Linked DNA regions of Macaca mulatta: region 1 is linked to region 2. Evidence: chromatin contacts called from public Hi-C data. All regions are on one chromosome and are shown on one strand. The core of a region is the stretch at or near the end of the contact, and the rest is flanking DNA. Distances in the headings are between cores, read along the strand shown. Region 1 holds the start of TIPRL (TOR signaling pathway regulator). Region 2 holds the start of MPC2 (mitochondrial pyruvate carrier 2).

Region 1 (4,027 bases), core at 1,437-3,936, 240 kb after region 2:
CAAGGTCAGGAGTTCGATACCTGCCTGACCAACATGGTGAAACCCCATCTGTACTAAAAATACAAAAATTAGCCAGGCATGGTGGTGCGTGCCTGTAACCCCAGCTATTCAGGAGGCTGAGGCAGGAGAATCGCTTGAACTCAGGAGGCAAAGGTTGCAGTGAGCCAAGATCACACCATGGCACTCCAGCCTGGGCAACAGAGCGAGACTCCGTCTCAAAAACAAACAAACAAACAAAAAATACTAATAGAGTATAATTGGAATGTTTGCAACACAAAAATATAATAAATGTCTAAGGTGATGAATATCCCATTCACCCTGATGTGATTGTTACACATTGCTTGCCTGTATCAAAATATCTCATATACCCCATAAATATGTCTATTATGTACCATAAAAATTAAAAATAAAATTTTTTTTAATAAAAAGAAATTTTAGATAGAAAACAAGACCCAATCTTGGCCAAGGGAACCTCAGAAAAACCTTAAAAACTGAATTCCAGGCCAAGATGGGAAGAGAGGTCAGACACACCTCTATACCTTCTCCCTTTTAGAGTTGAGGCACAACTGACCACCATTAAGGTTAAACTAGAGATCATAAGACTGACAAAACACTCTGTGGCAATATGATACCATACTATAAACAAGACCTAGGCTGGGCGCGGTGGCTTACGCCTGTAATCCCAGCACTGTGGGAAGCTGAGGCAGGTAGATCACGAGGTCAGGAGCTCGAGACCAGCCTGGCCAATATGGTGAAACCCCATCTCTACTAAAAATACAAAAATTAGCTGGGCGAGATGACGCGTGCCTGTAGTCCCAGCTACTTGGGAGGCTGAATTGCTTGAACCAGGGAGACGGAGGTTGCAGTGAGCTGAGATCACGCCACTGCACTCCAGCCTGGGCGACAGAGTGAGACTCCATCTCAAAATAAATAAATAAGTACAAATAAACAAGACCTATGGCCATGCAAGGCAAGGATTAAGTCATGCCCTACAAACCATAAAATCTCATTAAATGTTTTTTTATGTGCAATGGTATAGTGTGCCTTACTTTCCAACCTGACTGGTGTAGCATCACATGACAGATAGCAGACTCCCTTTTCTTAAGCATTCCCTTCTATTGACTTCAAGTCTTTAGACAAAGCTTAACACTGTTTTTTGTTTGTTTGTTTGTTTTTGAGACAAGGTCTTACTCTGTCGCCCAGGCTGGAGTGCAGTGGCACCATCTCAGCTCACTGCAACTTCTGCCTCCCGGGTTCAAGTGATTCTCCTGCCTCAGCCTCCCTAGTAGCTGGGATTGCCAGCTGGCATCCACCACCGTGCTCAGCAAAGTTTTGTATTTTCAGTAGAGATGGGGTTTTACCATGTTGGCCAGGCTGGTCTTGAACTCCCGACCTCAGGTGATCCACCCGCCTTCGCCTCCCAAAGTGCTTCAGCCATTGCACCTGGCCTGTGTTTTTGTTTTTGTTTGTTTTTGAGACAGGGTCTTGCTCATCCAGGCATGAGTGCTGTGGCATGATCATGGCTCAATGCAGCCTCTGGGGCTCAAGATCCTCCCACCTCAGCCTCTCAAGTAGCCTGGGACTACAGGCAGATGCCATCATATACAGTTAATTAAAATGGTTTGTAGAAATGAGGCCTCACTATGTTGCCCACGCTGGTCTCAGATTTCTGGACTCAAGCAATCTTCCCACCTAGGCCTCCCAAGATGCTGGGATTATAGGCAGGAGCCACCTCACCTGACCAAAGCTTAAATCTTTCAACAAATTGCCGATCAGAAAATCTTTCAATCCACTTATGATCTGTAAGCCTCTCCTTCAAGACATCCCACTTCCTTAGCCTGAACCAATGTATATCTTCCATATATTGACTTACTTTACCAGCAATTCCCAACTCCCTAAAATGTATAAAACAAACAGTAACGCCACCGCTTCGGATGCTCTTTCTCAGGACCTCTTGGGACTATTCCGCGAGCCATGGTGACTCATATTGGTTGAGAATAAATCTCTTTAAAACCTTTTACAGAGTTTTTTTTTTCCATTAACAAAATCATCTCATTTTGAGGCAACTGAAGCCTAAAATCGTTAGATAAGCGGTTTGCCCAAGGATTCACACAATAGTGTTGCAAAAGCAGATTTAGCACTAAGTAGGCTGTGTTGTTTCCACTATACTGGGTGCCTACATAGCAAGTAGACCATGGAAAGTCTTGGCATATCTACGAGGATACAGTTTTTGATAGGAGTTGGTCATAGTCAAGAGTGGCGAGATGGACACTTCTAAATCTTGTTGGTGCTGTATTTCCTAAACTCTGTGGGATCACTTCCTTTTTGACCTCAAAACAAAAATTTCCTCTGTAACACGATTCACTAACACACGAGATAATTACACTGCTTTGAGGTCTGTAAGGATCAAGTGAGAGCCATCCTCCCCTTCCCTGGCAGTCCCTACAATCCTTCGAGATGACGTCACCCAACAAGTTTATGAGGGCGGTGCGATCCTAACCACACCTTCTGCAACCCAAGTGCCTCCCTTCAAACTTTCTCCTTTTTCCTTTTTTCCGGAGCGTCGTAACGCAAGACGTGGGTCACGCAACCACAGCAACTAGTCCCGGAAGCAAAAAGCAAAGGGGCGGAGAAGACGGGAAGCAGAGCCAGCGTCCGGGTCGGCCGGCAGGGGGCGGGGCCGGGCATGGTAACGGCTCGAAAGCCTAGGAGGCTGGGCCGGAGGAAGGCGGAGGAACCGGTGTTCGCCGCTGCCGCTGCTTCAGCCTATTTCTTGCGGCCTCTGCGGGTCCTGCCTCAGCCATGATGATCCACGGCTTCCAGAGCAGCCACCGGGATTTCTGCTTCGGGCCCTGGAAGCTGACGGCGTCCAAGACCCACATCATGAAGTCGGCAGATGTGGAGAAGTGAGGCTTCGGGGCACGGGGTCTGGGCGCTGGCCGGTTGCTGGCCTAGGGAGGGAGGCAGGGCGAACTCCGCGCAGCCCCTCCCCTTTCCCCTGAGGCGGAGGTTCTGTCCCTCCGGACCGGACTTTTGATTGACAACTTCGATAAATAATCCAGCCACACTTCCGGACCCTTTGGTTGGGGATCGCCAGGAGCTGCTTTCGTGAACTGTCACTCCGCCTGGGTTTGAGTAGAGTGTGGCTGTGCTGGTGGACGTTCCGCTCACCAAACGTCTCCTCCTGCCTCAGCCTGCACCACCTTTCTTTCTGGGTGGTTGTTGCCTGTTTTCTTAGGGGTTAATAACGGGGATGATTTATAAGTTTGGTTTTTGGCACGTCAGGTGCTGTGCCTGGCGCTTGAGATAGGAAATGTAAAAGACAACGTGCGCCTCAATTCACAGTCTCGTGAGACAGACAATTATATTACAGCGTGAATAAATGTAATGAAGATATATACACGGAGTGATTTGAGGTCTTTTAGGGACTCGAACCACCTAGGAAATTGGGATGCCTGAACTGAATCTTGATAAAATCGTTGCTGGGGACTGTGGATAGGTGCATGCCACCAGGTCAGGCAGAGTGAGTTGTAATGCGTTTTTGATGCCTGGGCTGAATCTTGACAAAATTTAGGGGAATCAGGGGACGCCTGTAAAGCCAGAGGCTCCGGGAGAGTGAAAGCTATGATGTGTTTAAAGATCTGTGTCCGTGTGATTGGAGCGTGAGGTACCATAGAGGGTGTTGTGAGAAATGAGAGGTAGGCCCCAGGGGAATCAAGATACTGGGGAATTTTTATGCCAGGCTAAGGAATTTTCAATTTTCTCTAACAACCACTGGGTGTAATTTTATCCGAAGGAGCTGCATTATCAGATGTAGGCTCTGAAAGATTTCTCTGGAGGCCATGTTGAGGCTGGATTGCTGGTCCGCAGGGATGGGAAGGAGACCAGTTAGTAAGAGAGAAGATAGGTTTTAGAAGATGAAGTCCCTGGGATGGCCAGTTGATGGGAGGAGAAATAAAGGAAGAGTCTATGCTAATGACAAGATCTCTGGCTTGGATTGTTGCATGTATAGTATTGCCTTTGAACA
Region 2 (4,162 bases), core at 484-2,983:
TCTTACTCTGCCATGCCCTTATCCTACAGCTAAAACACAAAGCTTATGAGGGTCAGAGTTGACTTCACGTTCAGTTGACTCTGTAAAGCCCATATTATTACCAAAAGCATAGCTCAACCCTCCTTCCTGAAAATCTTATGCCACAAAACACAGCATAATTCCAAAAAAACTAAATGTTAAAAGAACTAAACGGCAAATAAACAAAAACTTTTAAAATCAGTTACAAACTCTCCTTAATGATCAGTTTTATAATGGGTTCAATATTGCAGTAAATAATATTAAGGGTTACACTACAGTATAATCCGGATGTTCAATTCATTCCATGATCAAACTGGAAGTCAGATTTAGTAACCAGTTCAGACTACAGAGAGCCGGTTCATAATCAGATAATGGGGGAACTAGACAACTTTCCTAATGATACCAACTGCAGAATACAGATTTTAACTATGTAGGAGAAAAAAAGCCACTTTTCGGGTAGCACTTCAGTCTTTCAATTTACAACACATTTTCTAGTTTGCCAAGTCTTAGGCTTGAAAGAGACCTCAGAATATATCTGATGTTAGCCTCTAGCCAAATAAGTATTATTACAACTCACTTTAGAGAAGAGGTAACAGAATTCTAGATCTTAAGGCATTGGAATGTTTGTTTCTTATAGAGTTTTTTTTTTTTTTTTAACCACAAGAACACAAGTTTTCCAGTAGGCCAAGAGAGATGTAACATTTACTGAGCATTTACAAAGAGTCAAGCACATATGTTATCTGTCATTCTCGCAGACCGCATATTACACAACAGAGATCTAGGCTTTTGCTCAAGGTCACAACTATAATAAGTGGTAGAAGAGAATGAAATCCAGGTCTGTCCACACAAAAAACTCTGGGTAGAGCTTGTTCAACAATTTCATAAATAAGGACAGACTTAAAGAAACACACTGGACCTATGGGATGAGAAATGACACTGACAACCCTGGATGAAGTAAAGCATGCAGTTTGGGGGAGGGCTCAGTCTGCAGGCCTCTGCCAGCAGTAGCTGAAGAAAGTGTGACCTTTACTCCAAACCCTACAGTGCGACAAGCCACCCACCCAGCTCTGCCTAGCGTGGGTTAATATGCCACAATTCGAAAAGAGAAAGAGAATGAGTGTTTCATGGTGGCTGCAGACACTTTCGTGGCCGCAGAAGCTGAGAAGGCTCAAATTTGGAGGTCAGGTTTGGGTTGGAGTCGTGCGTAAGGGAGCGGATGTCACATAGGTGGGGAAGGGCGCTGACTTGAGATACGTTGGCTTAGGAAGAGATGTTGCAGGAGAGAGGGTGAAATGCAGAGGCTAGGAGAGTAAACGGCTTCACCTGAGGGGAAGGAAGGAGTTGGGGCTGTGGGATGCCTCTAGTGGCAGTTGTCAGAGGGCCTCTAAAAGGTCCATTTTAGAGGAAGGGGGAAGGAAGGTCTCGATAACGAGCCATTCAGGGTCCATTACCTGCTGGATGGTTGTACAACGGCCTCAATTTCTCGGGCAGCATCAGCTCCACTTTATCGAGGAGCCGGTGGTAGGTGGCCCGCAGGCCTCGGGCACCGGCGGCCGACATCGCCGCCGAGGGATCGTGAGCAGCCGGGTGGGAGCGTGGCTCTGTTCTCGTCCCTGGCTGACAACGAAGGGGAGCTAGTCACTTTTCCTTGCCACGACGCCTGGCGTCCGTCTCTCGCCTGGAGAGCCCTTCCCGCGGTTCTCGCTGCCCGGCTGTGAACCAAAAAGCTGCCGCCCGCACCCCGCGAAGGTTGAGGGGGCGGAGGCTGCCAACGGCCCGCCCCTGGTCCGCCTCCGCCCCGGCAGGAGAGAGGGAGGAGGAGCCTCGGCAACAGGTGCCAAAATAATCACCTCACCGAGTCCGCCCAGCGCCCTCCTGGCAGCGCGCTTGCGCAGACTGAGCTGCCCGCCATGATTGGCCCGCCCCGAGGCGCGGGCGGGGTGCAGCGGAACCTCCTCTTTCTCCCCGCTGCCCTCGAGGCCATGTTGGAGAAGGGAAAGTGAAGCTGCGCCGGCTCTACTGCCCCTTAACTTTGACTAAGCAGGCCCGTAGTTAAAATGGGCTTTTCGGGCCTTCAGTGCCTAAAGATGATGCTGCACTATTCTTTTGCTTCTTTTGACTGGAGACTCGTGAGCGAGAGACTACAGAATTGAGTCGCTTCTCTCTCTACTCCTCTTTTATCCCTAGCGACTTAAGAATCTGGTTAGAGTGGCCCGAATGCATTTTTCCACGGTGAGGGCAGCCGCGGCACACACCAGCCTCAGTCCCCGAGGTGGTCGTCATCTCGCGAGAAAGGGTTGGCGGGGAGGGTATCCAGGACGAGGAGAGGGAGGAGTCGCCATCGCCTCCGCCTCCGCCTCCTCCTGTTGGAGGGGGGCCGAGGGAGGAGACTGTTGCTGATCTTTGGATGTTCTGGTTAGTCTAAGAAGGAGAGTATGAGGCGAGCTCCGGCCCGGGTGCGGCCGGGCTTCGGGGGCCCAGGCGCCGCTGCTGCCACCGCCATCTAACGCTGCGCCCTGGAGGCCCGGCGCGCGGATGGTGCCGGTGCGGCTCGGGTGTTGATCCGGTGTCCCCTCCCCCTCTTCCCCTCCCCCACGCGGTGGTCTCCCCTCCCACCCGGCTCAGGCAGAGCCATGTCTCGGGGTGGCTCCTGCCCACACCTGTTGTGGGACGTGAGGAAAAGGTCCCTTGGGCTGGAGGACCCGTCCCGGCTGCGGAGCCGCTACCTGGGTGAGCGGGGGCCCCGGGGCGGAGGCGCTGAGGTCGCCGCCCAGAGTGGGGGAGGGGGCGCACTGCCGGGGTTGTTGGAGGTGGGACAGCGTCTCGGCGAGGGTGCCCCGAGACTCTGGGGTGTTGGGTGGGGCCTCGGTCGCCGAATCCCGTGGCGGTGCCTCCCCCAGTCAAGCCCCCTATGCTTGCTGCCAGCCGCCGCCCTTGCTGGGTTTTCCTCGGAGGGCCGGGCCGAGGGCAGAAGGTACTGGCTTGTAAGGGTGTTGGGGTCGCTAATAGGTTGGGACTCGGGGGACTTGCGGAACCTCCAGGAGCTGCCGCGTTTAGAGCAAAAGTTAGCTCTTTTGCTCTTTTCCAGCGCGCTCTCCCCGCTGAGCCGGAGAACCTAAGTTGTTGCCCACCCTCGTCTTCGATCTCAAGAGGGTTTAGGTGTCGGCTGCGACGCGTTGACCACCCTCAGGGACTTCACGCTCCAGACAGAATCCGTGTAAACTGTTCTTGCGGCGCTGAGCCAAAACCTAAAAGTGATAGCTGAGCTCTCCCCACCCCCGCGCGCTCTCCCAGTTCCACTCTGTTCTTCAGTTCGTTTTGACCGCTTAAAGGTGGTGTAAGGTTTCACGTTCCTTTTCCCACCCCTGGAAAACACACTTGGCATTTACAGTTTCTTAGTTAAGCTTTCTAAAAACAACCTTCAATACTTGAGGGAACAGTATTCCACTTTTTTCGTTTTGCATAACATTTTTTTTTTTTTTGAGGATTCTGGGTCACGCCCGAGTCAACTAAAAAGTTTGGTTTCGTAAAAATGGACGTACTTAGTAAAGGTCTTTTTTGTTTCTTCCTGTATACTCTTCATTACTCTTTCTATTTGGAGATATGGCAAACAACATCAAACAAAATTTTTCTTTACAGTTTTGCCATTTGCTAGGTAAAAAGTGTTTGTTGCTGTCATTTGTTTTTGATTTCAAGTAAAGAGAAGAAAATGAAATCTCATTACAGCCAACAGTTCTGGTTTGTAAATTATTTAAGAAAAGTTAGCATGCAATTTAATTCTTGCTTTTTAGTGTCTCAAGTAAAATACGAATACATTTTGTTTGTAGAAGCTCAATAAAAATGAAGCAAAAATCCCTTTGATCCCTCCCATTCAATTTCACTTCGCCACCCTTAGAAATAATATTTTCTGTTTTCTGAATATTCTTCCAGACCTTTTTGTTTGCATTCTTACAAGTACGTATGTATATGTACAAATGCTAGGGTGTGTGTGTGGTGTGTGTGTATATGTGTGTGTGTGTGAGAGAGACACCTGAATACATGGTGTCATATCGTAAACATTGTTTTAACTTCTCCAGGTTTTGGAGATCTTTCCATGGCAGTAAAAATAGATTATGTCTTTTAAATTATTACATAGTATGTAACA

The links. A called contact is a pair of places that touch in the nucleus more often than the background predicts.
Region 1: a Hi-C map of fetal cortical plate shows a contact between it and region 2, with 3 times the contacts expected there. The contact joins the promoter of TIPRL here to the promoter of MPC2 in region 2. A contact is called at or near these places in 2 of 14 Hi-C or Micro-C datasets (fetal cortex germinal zone and fetal cortical plate).

Annotation. Positions count from the first base shown.
Region 1 is chr1:25,706,791-25,710,817 of T2T-MMU8v2.0, forward strand. It overlaps TIPRL (TOR signaling pathway regulator), which reads left to right and starts at 2,687. Exons shown (of 6, transcript XM_077999478.1): 1 at 2,687-2,906. The coding sequence starts at 2,803.
Region 2 is chr1:25,466,603-25,470,764 of T2T-MMU8v2.0, forward strand. MPC2 (mitochondrial pyruvate carrier 2) reads right to left here and starts at 1,734. Exons shown (of 5, transcript XM_015125250.3): 1 at 1,470-1,734. The coding sequence starts at 1,578. DCAF6 (DDB1 and CUL4 associated factor 6) reads left to right here and starts at 1,974. Exons shown (of 21, transcript XM_077999227.1): 1 at 1,974-2,250.